Regions from separate parts of the Rattus norvegicus genome. Here region 2 is linked to region 1. The links are chromatin contacts, called in public Hi-C maps. All regions are on one chromosome and are shown on one strand. Each heading gives the region's core, a stretch centred on a gene start, on an enhancer-like site or on the middle of the called end of the contact. The rest is flanking DNA. Distances are from core to core; before and after follow the strand shown. Region 1 holds the start of Sort1 (sortilin 1). Region 2 overlaps Sort1 (sortilin 1).

The links. A called contact is a pair of places that touch in the nucleus more often than the background predicts.
Region 2: a Hi-C map of Schwann cells shows a contact between it and region 1, with 4 times the contacts expected there. The contact joins the enhancer-like site here to the promoter of Sort1 in region 1. A contact is called at or near these places in 4 of 12 Hi-C or Micro-C datasets (the A7r5 cell line, Schwann cells, kidney and 1 more).

The regions. Positions count from the first base shown.
Region 1 is chr2:198,610,469-198,616,064 of GRCr8, reverse strand. Sort1 (sortilin 1) reads right to left here and starts at 3,570. Exons shown (of 20, transcript NM_031767.1): 1 at 3,248-3,570. The coding sequence starts at 3,547.
Region 2 is chr2:198,667,807-198,673,402 of GRCr8, reverse strand. Sort1 (sortilin 1) reads right to left here. Exons shown (of 20, transcript NM_031767.1): 11 at 4,343-4,449. Among named protein-coding and RNA genes, the nearest start is that of Mybphl, 23 kb to the left of the region's middle. Within about 2 kb of position 3,507, at least 14 of the 93 cell types and tissues checked have an H3K27ac peak or open chromatin away from gene starts, as enhancers often do. A contact at or near this core is called in Schwann cells, where this site is marked.

The DNA of each region.
Region 1 (5,596 bases), core at 2,321-4,820:
CACTCTTGTTTGTTTCTCATAAGCATGCGTGCTTAGCTCCATTGTAAAGATTAGGAAGGAATGAAACAAGGAAGCTTAATTAACAAAGTGAAGATAACATAATAACATAGCGAGGAACCAAATGCAGACAGGGCTGGCCTCACGGAGGGCCCCAGGGCACTGCACCGTCTCTCCCTGGCATGCCAAACCCTCAGAAGAGATCAGGAAGTGTTGTTTTTATTTATTTATTTATTTTTTTGTAAGATGTAAGTGGTGACCTTCTGCCTGCTTCTTGTTGCCATTCTTTTTGCTGTTTTAGTAACAGCCAGCACTTCTTACCAGTCCATTGTTCCTATTGATACTACTGTAACTAGAAAAAAGTATTTTTCTCTGTCTGCTTAAATCCCACAGAGAACTAATCATTACCACCTCCGTGCGAACAACACATGCCTTCAAAATAAACACAGCCCACTTGAAGGGCTGAAAGGACCCCTTGGAAGGAAACCTAGAGAGAGGCAGAGAAGCTTGGGGGAAGAGGGTTTCATGAGTGACGGAGCCTATGTCACAGCATAGGGTGGAAGTCTCTGATTTGTAGATTTCTTAAGATTAAATGCTGGGACTGAAAATTAGGTTTAGTGGTAGAGCAAGCACTTGCCTGGTATGAACAAGGCCTGGGGGTCCAGTGCACACACACCACGGTGATAAGTTTTTATAAGTTATGGAACCCAGTGTAGAGACCTGCTCAAACCTTTCGAGGCTATGTACTGTCAAGTCTGAATTACTTTCATAACTCGGCAGCCCCTCCTCCCACCCCATCTTTGGGCCCTTGGAAAGCATTCACATACGCTCAGGTAGAACAGGAAAAGAACAGTAAGCTGTGAGGAATAAGAAATAAAAACTTCTGGGTTGGGGATTTAGCTCAGTGGTAGAGCGCTTGCCTAGCAAGCGCAAGGCCCTGGGTTCGGTCCCCAGCTCTGGGAAAAAAAAAAAAAAAAAAAAAAAGAAATAAAAACTTCTGCTTTTGGGGGAGAGGCGGATTGGATCCTTTCATATTATGTAGGAAAAAAAGTTACCCCAAAGAACACCTACTTCAGCTGTCTGAAAACACACACAGCCTCTGACAATAAGTAAATAAGTCGTGTGTTGCTGCTGCTTTTTTTCACCCCTGTTTGTTACAAAGGGTCCCGAAACACCAGATCTCTTCAGTCCGGTGCACGGTGATGAATTGTGACACCTGAAAAACAACAGAGTACTTCCCAGTTTCTGAGAGGAAACAGAACCTTCGAAAACTGACGCAATGACTTCTAGGCTGAAGGCTCCACTTTTTTTTCCCCCCAGCTACAAAAAGGATGAACTGTCTTTTAAGACAGTCCTATGGATGGATAACAACTGGGAGAGGGGGCAGTTATTTTAAATAAAGACTGAAGGCGGGCGGGCGGGCGTGTGTGTGTGTGTGTGTGTGTGTGTGTGTGTGTGTGTGTGTACCTAACAAGCTGTAACTAAGTAAACTAGAGAAAGTCCTTTGCAGATGAACTTCAAAGAAGAACCAGGTTTCTTCACCTCTTTCTTTGGAACTGGTGCATTATGGGTGACATTCAACCAGGAACTGTTGCAGATTGCAGATGGGTCATCCAGCAAGAGAAGAGTTGAAGGATGCTGGGGCTTGCTGGGCAAGGATGCTATGGGATGATTTAGTAAATCCTTTCTCAACACCCTACTGAAGGAAAGAGGTCTACACAATTTTTGTTTTCATTAAATAGGAAGACTTTCCAGTACTCATTCCACTCTCTCTGATTCTCCAATCAGAGAGAGTCACAACTAACAAGTATGGCTCTCAAAGCCCAAGGGGACACTGAGATTTGGGGGACACCGAGACGGAATGTAAACAAAGAACAGTACAGAACTCCAGCCACCCCCGTCCACCTCCTCGGACATTTTCTCTTTGGAACAAAAGAAAAGACAGAACACAGAAAATACATGGAACTGAAAATGTCTTTCCCATACGTGGGTTGCAATAATTGTTAATTTTAGAAAGAAATAAGGGGGGGGGGGAGGAAGATGTCCTAGTTGCACCAAAACCAAGACTTTCCTAACAATTTCTCAACACGGCAATGTGTCAAGGTTCAGATACTTATGCCCAAAACAGAAGCACCACAACTTTGAAAGCCTCGACAAGAGCAGGCTTAAGGTGAACTATCTGCAGAATGTTCATAGTTATCAGAAATTAGGACAGGATAGAGAGGTCCCAGTAAGGGCTCAACACAAGGTTGGAAGTCAGTTTTGAAGGAGTGAGACAGATCACAGGATCTCAGTTGGCCGCAGGTCACACACAGAAGCCAATACCAGTTTTTGTGCAAAGAACATATGTCAACTTACGAGGAAACAAAGCACACTGGAGCCTATCTCCAGGATGGGTCTGGAGCAAAGGAATGTAAAGAGCCTGCAGTGCTCAGAGAGGGCTGACTGGTTACAGCCCAGACTCTTGTTTGTGACAGTAGGCAACTCTGTGAAGCCATTAGACAGAACTTCTGGATAATTCTGGCTGTTCTGCAACTGCTTCTAATCTAGGTCCTGGGAGCCGTTTTCTGTTCTCTGGGTTCTGCACACAGGATTTCGGTTCGTAATGCCTCTCAAGGTCGTTTTGGGTCAGGTGAGAGGGTTCTGAGCCTGCACCCTAAGAAAACATCTTGAACCATTTTTATTTTTTAGGGAGCAGCGGAGATGTCATTTCACGGTTGGGTTTCAATGTCATTTTTGTTTCCGTACGTGTTCCTTTAACTATGGATACACAAACCGTGACCTAACAACTGCTGTGGGAATTCTGGACGCCAGCCTTATCACCCCAAAAGTACCGAGCCAGGGAAGGCACACCTCTGCTTCTGAGCAGCCCAACTTCTGCGATCACTCAAGGGGTAATTATGCCTCCAGTTTCCTGGTAGGTACCAGCGTTGGTGGACCCAATGTTCTATATGCGGGGTGGGGGTTGGGGGCAAATGGGGATGATCAGGAGATTCTGACAACTTAAGAAGCAGAAGCAAAGAATGCGGCGAGTCAAAGTCTCAGATTGCCTCGGCTATGACGACACACAGCCCCGCGGGCCGCAGCCACCCTGGCCCCCGCCGCCCCCGCGCCTCGCCGCCCTCCGCAGCTGGGGTCTCGCGCTAGCCTCCTAGCTTGCAGCGGGAGCGGAGCGGCGGCCCGGGACCGCGCGGGCCGGGAGGGGCGACCCAATGGGGGGGAAGGGGGCACCGAGACCTCGCGCGCTCACCTGGTGCGTATTGTTGGTCAGCTTGGCGATGAAGTCCGGGAGGCGGCCGCAGTCCTGATCCTCTGCAGGCGCGCCGCGGCGCCAACGGCCAGCGCGGGGGACAGGGCCCCCGGGCGCGGCGGCGCGCAGCCCCCAGCTCACCCCGACCGGACCGGCCCAGCGCAGCAGAGGAGGCGCGGGAGGCGGCGGCGCGTCCAGCCGGTCCTGGCCGACGGCGGCTGGCGGCAGCAGCTGCAGGAGCAGGAGGAGGCCAAGGGGCCAGCGCAAAAGGCCGTCCGCAGCTCCCCGGGGCCGCTCCATCGCCGCCGAATGCAGACGCCGCTGACACCTGCCACCCGGCGCGCCCGCCCACCCCCGCCGGCGCTGCGCCACACCCCCGAGCTCGGCCTGGCGCTGCTTGGATACGCGCAGCCGGGCCTCTCCACCCCCATAGGCTGGCCGCCTGTCCTTCTTCCCCGGCCCACTCCTCATTGGCTCGCGTCGCCTCCGGCTTCGGGGGTCCTGGATTCGGATGCCAAGATGCGGGACTGATTGGCTGGAACGTGGCAGGGACGGCTGAGGTCATTCCCCACCGTCGCTCGGCGTCTGCGGGCTGGGCTCCCGGAGTTGGCCTAGGGGTTACCCCTCTCCCCTCCCCGTTCAGCCTGCGAGTTCGCAGCGCCTCCTGAGACCCTCCGGTTAAGATTGGGTCACGTTGCCTTCTCCTCCCCCCACAACCCACCCAAACGCTCTTAAAAATTTCCTTCGTTGGAAACTGCTCCTGGAAAAGCCAGGGAATCCCTGAACTACTCTCAGTTGGAAAGGGGGCTCCGACTTAAACTGGTACAGCAGGATTTTAACTCTGGCTCGCCCATTGTCTGCTGAAGGAGCCAAGGAGGGGAATGCGAAAATCCTATGGGACCAATGAACATCTTTACACCCGTGACTCATGGAAGCCGCTGAAATCTTTCCAACGTGTTTGGCCTCAGTCACCTTCCTCATCTGCAGGGAGGCAGTCCAGAGACGAAATTACTTATTGGCTTTCCTGGACTTGGAAATGTAGGTAGCTTTGCCACCAAGAGTAGGTATATTAAAGGTATGCCTAAAGCCTGCTTTCGATCATTTCAGTACAGGCACACTGTGATTTTAGTTACCTAAAAGCACCCTTAACCCTGAGTGAGTGCATCGCACCAATTCCTTCTCTGAATATGATGCCTCCTAAATTAGTACCCCACCTCCAGTAAATAAACCCGCCACTGTTTCCTACACTGCAGAAGCTGCTCGCACAACTTTTAGAACATGCAGTGCTGGTAAAACCAGTTCTAAATCCTCAACTTCACTCCGCCTCTTCCCAACATTTCAAGTTGTTCAGTGGGAACGCACGAAACCAGATAAAAAGATTCAAAGTTTGCAAAATGTTATTAACAGAGTGAAAGCAACTGGAAGTTACTTTTAACTTTAACAGTAAAACGAGTGTTTTACTGTATAACAAAATGGTAAGTCCTCCTTCCATATGTACCTGGAATGGTACAAACAAAACTATTCACATATTTAGGGCTTTTTCCTCTCCCCAAAACCACAGTAAGAAGTGAGATGTGAAGCTTTAGAATGCCAAGCAGGATGGCAAATCAACAGAAAAGTCCTCCCGTTTCTGAACTACTGAACAAGATGAAAACCGATGAATGTGTTTCTTTCCAGAAATATAAACGCCACATTATTTTTTTAAGCACAACTTATTTCTAATTCGTGCCAAGTATGGATTAGATCACAAGGCAGTCAGTTACAGTAGCATGTGACCAGTTACGGAGAGTAAAAAGGGGGCTACAAAGGAATATTTCTTTGTTTGGGTGACAAAGATGAATGGTCTATTGTCTTACTATGAGGAAAGAAGAAAGCTAACTCAACAGTGCCACCTGCTGGAGAAACTACCAGATGCATCTTTTAGCCATTTAGTACAATTCAGGTTTTTGTCGGTTTGTAAGTGGGAAGGAAGTCTTTCTGTAACCCAGGGGCTTAAAATCTTTTGATCCTCCTTCACCAGCTTCCCAAGTTCTGGAACTACAGGTATGTGCTAACACTCCTGGCTCAACTGCACTTTTTAATGTGTTGTTTTAGATATATTCTTAACAGTATCCTGGAGTTTCCTCAAACTGATGATTTACCAGCAACGTTTTTTTTTTTTTTTCCAACACCAGTTATTAACTCCAGAATCTTACTCATACTGGGCAAACGCTGTACTTCTGCATTGGAAATGTGAAATACTATACATGATATCTTACTTTGCCTCCAGGAGTATGTAAATCTTACAAATATGTAAAGTTACTAAAAACTGTATTTCCCCCGAATTTATTTGTCACAAAAATACTGAGT
Region 2 (5,596 bases), core at 2,258-4,757, 57 kb before region 1:
ACTGTCTGGCTTTTAAAGTCTACTCTTGGGCATGTTCTCACTTACTCAGCCTTCAGCACTTCTCATCTCGCAAAACTGAAACCCACCACTTTCAAAGCAACAAGACTGCTTCTGTCTCCTGTAGCCTCAGAAACCACTGTCCACTCCTTGTCTCTGTAGACTGACTACTCTAGGGTCCCTCATTCACAGAAATGAAGCACACAGTAATACATCTTTTTGTAATGGGCTCATTTCACTCACAACAACGTTCTCAGGGTCGGCCTTTATTATAGCAATTGTCAGAATTTCCTGCCTGTATAAGGCAAATAGTATTGCATCTTGGGTGTTGGTGGGATGGGGAGTGTATATATGTATTTTTTAGCCCATTCAGCTATTGATGGAGCTGCTTCTACTTCCGTGGCCCCTGTAAATAGTGTCACACAGACGGCTGGCATGATTATATTATTAAGATTCTGGTCTCATTTTTTTCCCCAGCTGGGACTATAACCAAAAGCTTTACACTGATTAGGCAAGTGCTCTACAATCGAGACACATCCCTAATCCTCATTTTTAAATTGTTATTTTGATATTAGGTCTAACTAAATTGCCCAGGCTGGCTGGTTAGGTGGCTGTTCTCCTGCCTCAACTTTCCCTAGAGGTTGAGACAACATACAAGTGAGGACATGCCCAAGCTCGATGATTTTTTGATATGAACCCAGAAGTTGAAATAATGCACAGGTTAATGTTTCACTGAGTACAGATGCCAAAACCCTTAACACTGGCAATGGAATTCATAGCACGCTGTCATTCACCATGGCCAAGGAGGTGGCATCCCTGGAGTGGCAGGATGTTTCTGTGATATGCATATCAGCTTGTGTCCCACATGAACAGAATAAAACCATACAACCATCTCCATAGACAGAGGTGTTTGATAAAAATCAATGTTCTCTGTGGTAAAAAGGAATCCTTGGAGTCTGAGTTAGCAAAGCAAGCTCATTAGACAGGAGGAAGGGGGACAGGCCACACTGCCTAGCTTCGCAGGGATAGAAAGCTGCAGTCATCCAAGCAGCATGGCGCTGCCATGAAAACAGGCAGGCCAGCCAAAGGACAGGACAGTCTAGACCAGACCCACACATGGATGTCCACTTAGTATTTGACAAAGGGATGGAGAGCACATGGGGGAAAGTATGACTTCAATAAAGTTGCTGGGGACACTGGAAATCTACATGCAAAAGAAGGACTTGAATTCTGATTTCATGTGATCTATAAAAATTTACTCTAAGTAGTTAGAGGTGAACGTAAGACTGGAAACTAAAATACTAGCAGAGAACACGGGAAGAGGCTTCGTGAACAGTCTAGGCAGTAACTTTGAATATGATCCTGGGAACACATATCAAAAAGCAAAAGCATACAAATGGAGTCACATCAACGTACAGTGCTTCTGCAGCAAAGGGAACGGCAGAGGGTGAAGTGACGGCGTACAGAACAGACAGTTGCCTGCACACTACACATGGCACAAGGGGCTGCACGGCAAGAGACAAACACCTTACTTAAAAATGGCAAAGAACAAGGCAGCCATTCTTCAAAGACAGCCAATAGCCAGGCAGTGTTTGAAGAAGTGTCTAGCATCACTAATTGTCAGGGAAAAGTGCATAAAACCACAGTGCACCATCACACCACACCTGTTAGAGATGGCTTTACCAAAAATACAAACGGTAACAAACATTGCTTAAAGTTCAAGGAAGGGCAACGCTTGCATGCTGTTGGGGAAAGGTAACTGAAGCCATCTCTACACACAACACTGTGGTGTCTCCTCTAAAATGGAAGACAGATATGCCAGCAAGACTACTGAGTGGTATTTAGCTAAGAGATGACGTTAGAACCTCAGGGTGAAGGGCTGGAGAGATGGCTCAGCGGTTGAGAGCACTGACTGCTCTTCCAGAGGTCCTGAGTTCAAATCCCAGCAACCACATGGTGGCTCACAACCATCTGTAATGCGATCTGATGCCTTCTTCTGGTTTCTGAAGACAGCTACAGTGTACTTATATATAATAATAAATAAATAAATCTTTAAAAAAAAAAGAACCTCAGGGTGATAACTACAGTCTACACGCACTATGGCTTAACTCGAGGTATAGAACCAACCCATGTAGCTTCTTCTTTTTAGTGATCGATTTATTTTTATTTTATATGCATTTGGTGTTTTGCTTGCATGCATGTGTGTGTGAGGGTGTCAGGTCCCTGGAGCTGGAGTTGCCATATGTGGGTGCTAGGAATTCAATCTGGGTCCTCTGGGAGAGCAGCCAGTGCTCTTAACTGCTAAGCCATCTCTCCGGCCCCCAGTCTATGTCTCTTTTGCTAGATGAATGCATAAAGAGAGGATACAGTGCATGCACAATGGGATGTTAATCATTCTCAACAAAGGACAGCCTGCTGTTTGCAACCACATGGATGAGCCCAGGAGGCTGTCTGCTATGTAAAATAAACTAGGCATGAAAGACAAATGCCACATGATGTCACTTAAATGTGGAATCGACAAAACACACTAAACTCATACAAGCAGAGAGCACAGTGGTAGCTGCCAGGGATCAGGAGGCAAGACAGGGAGGGGAAAATAAAATCTTTAAAAAACAGGGGAGTGGGAGCTGGGGGGATGGTACAGAGGTTAAGAGCACTGACTGCTCTTGCAGAGGTCCTAAATTTAATTCCCAGCAACCACATGGTGGCTCACAACCATCTGTAATGGGATCTGATGCCCTCTTCTGGTGTGCATGAAGACAGCTACAGTGTAGTCAAATACATAAAATAAATAAGTAAAATCTTTAAAAAAAAAAAAAAAGACAGGGGGGGCGATATTGGCGAAAAGGTTCTGAAGCTTCTGTTTTGGACAAGTAAGTTCTGAAGAGCTAGTAAGCATTATGGACCGCATCCTGCAAACTGTGTGACATACTTGAAATCTGCTAAGAGAATAGGTCTAAATGCTCGAATCACACATAAGAAAGAGATAGCTTAGTTAACTGATGTATGCATTAATTAGCTTGACTATGGTCATATATCTTACAATGTATACAGACAGGAAAATGTCAAACCATACATTATGAATATATGCCATTTAAATTTATCAACTATACCTTACTGATGCTGAGGGAAAAGCACATGTCAGAAAGTAGGCAAATGTGTGAAGGCAGTCTAACCACTAGTGCCATTCAAGGAGCTCATATGAGGCAGGCGTGTAATATCCACACTTAAAAGACAGGGCTCACAGATACAGATACATATGACCTCGAGATTAGCCTGGTCTACACAGGCCCAGTCAGAGCCACACATGAGATCCTGTCTCACACAAGCAGATAGATCTCAAGTGGTCACAATAGTAAACATTATGTTTTCTTATTTTGCAAAAGGCTAAGCCAACTATTAGTGGAATAAGAATGATGACTGGTTCTAACTGGATGGGCGCCAAGGTAGGCTAGGACTACTGCAGATTACAACCAGCCGGGGTTTAGGGACACAGACGTGGCTTCTGTGAGGACACTGGGAGGATACAGAGGGTGTATAGAGAACAGCAAGGGTGTGTCGGTGGGGAGAGGTAGACAGAGCCAGGCAGGACAAAGCTTTCATTCACAAGAGAGGCTCAGTCTTTACCCCAGTAAAGCGAAACCAAGAGAAGGTCTTGAGGGAGCCAGGGGAGCCAGAAAGCGCCAAGGAGAGAAGAGACTATAGCCCCTGCCTTGGGCATGGTGAACTGGGCAGGGGTAGCACAAACCCAAGGCAGAAGAACAGAAGGATGGAGAAAATAGAAGCAGATGCATTAAGTATGGATACGAAAGGAGAGTGTGAGGAGAAGGTGTCACGCCATGTGAGATTCCCCACAAAAAGACTCCAGGCTGGAGAAGCAGAGGGGCCCTGTGTGTAACAGGTCTGAGAGGAATGTGGGAACAACCAGCTTCACTGTTGTTGAACTAAGTTCTTCCAGGCTGTGCCTACCCACACCTATAATACAGGCTGCTCTTTGGCCCCTGAAGGACTTCCAAGGCCTCACCCCACCATGTAGATCCTTAGCTAACAATAAGTACATCTGTCCATTCTGTCTCCCCTCAGAAATTTGGTAAAACAAATGGTTGTTACTCCATCTTGTTTTTCTTTTAAAAAGTCAGGCAAGCCACAGTATCTTGGCTTCTCCGTACAGTTTCTACTTCACGAATCCTAAGTAAATTCATTATTCTCATTTCTAAGCCTTCCACCTTCGCCTCTGGACCCTGACCAAGAATGAGATTTCATCATGGAAAAGCTCAGCATTGGCAGGAACAGAGCAGGCTGGCTGCTTTTCTGCACACACAGATGATGGTTGGCACCAACAAACCTCATTCTTGTTCTTTGCGGTAGCATCGCACTTGCTGTTCTCCGGCTTCTGCAGATGCTCCCACCGTCCTCCCTGGTCAAAAGTGATCATGCTCTGAATGGAATTATCTAAATGGGGAAAGAGTAACGTAAGCCCAGTGCATTGAAGAAAGAGTGATGTAAGCCCACCCCACTGGAGGCTACTACTCCAGTCAGCCAGCTACAATGGAACTGCTCTTCAGAAACTCCAACCATCCATCCATCCACCCATCATCCATCCATCTCTCCATCCACCCATCCATCCATCCATCATCCATCCCTCCCTCCCTCCCTCCATCATCCACTCATCCATTCATCCATCATCCACCCATCCATCCAATCTCTCCATCTACCCATCATCTATCCATCTCTCCACCCATCCATCCATCATCCATCCATCCATCCATCCATCTATCATCCATCCATCATCCACTCATCCATTCATCCATCATCCATCCATCCATCATCCATCCATCATCCATCCATCATCCAGCCATCCATTCATTCATCCATCCTTCCCTCCCTCCATCCCTCCCTCCCTTCATCATCCATCCATCCACCCATCCACCCATCCACTCATCCATCCATCCATCCATCCATCATCCACTCATCCACTCATCCATCCATCCATCCATTCATCCATCATCCACTCATCCATCCATCCATCCATCCATCCATGTTTACATATAAATGCATATTCTGTGTTGAGCACATTTCCCTTCGTGCCCTCCCCTTCTTACCCACTCCTCTGACTGTGGAACCCCATCTTAACACCTTACGCAGTAGCTCAGCACTGGTGACTATCAGGCCAGAAGAAGGTGTACCACTTGAACAGGATGTCCCAGCCAACCACCAGGAACTGTTGCTACTGAGAAACCCCAAAGCTCTCTCTTATGCTGTAATTTGGATCTCAAAGTCCTTCCTCATTGCCACTGCCCGGGTAGTCACAGCTTGGGTGCCAGACTGAGATTAGGCCAATAAGAGGAAGTTCCGTCACGGGCTGTGTCCATGAAGGGACGTCAGGGTCTTTCTCTTCCAATATCTGAGGCAATGGGCTTCATCTATTACATCTATCACTTCTACCATGATGCGGTGATTCAGACTCAAAAGCAGTGGGGATACCTGGCCACAGGTGGAAACTGCTCCAACTGCGAGCCAAGAATAGCTTTTACAGCTGGGCGGTGGTGGCGCACACCTTTAATCAGAGGCAGGCAGAGCTCTGAGTAGAAGACCAGCT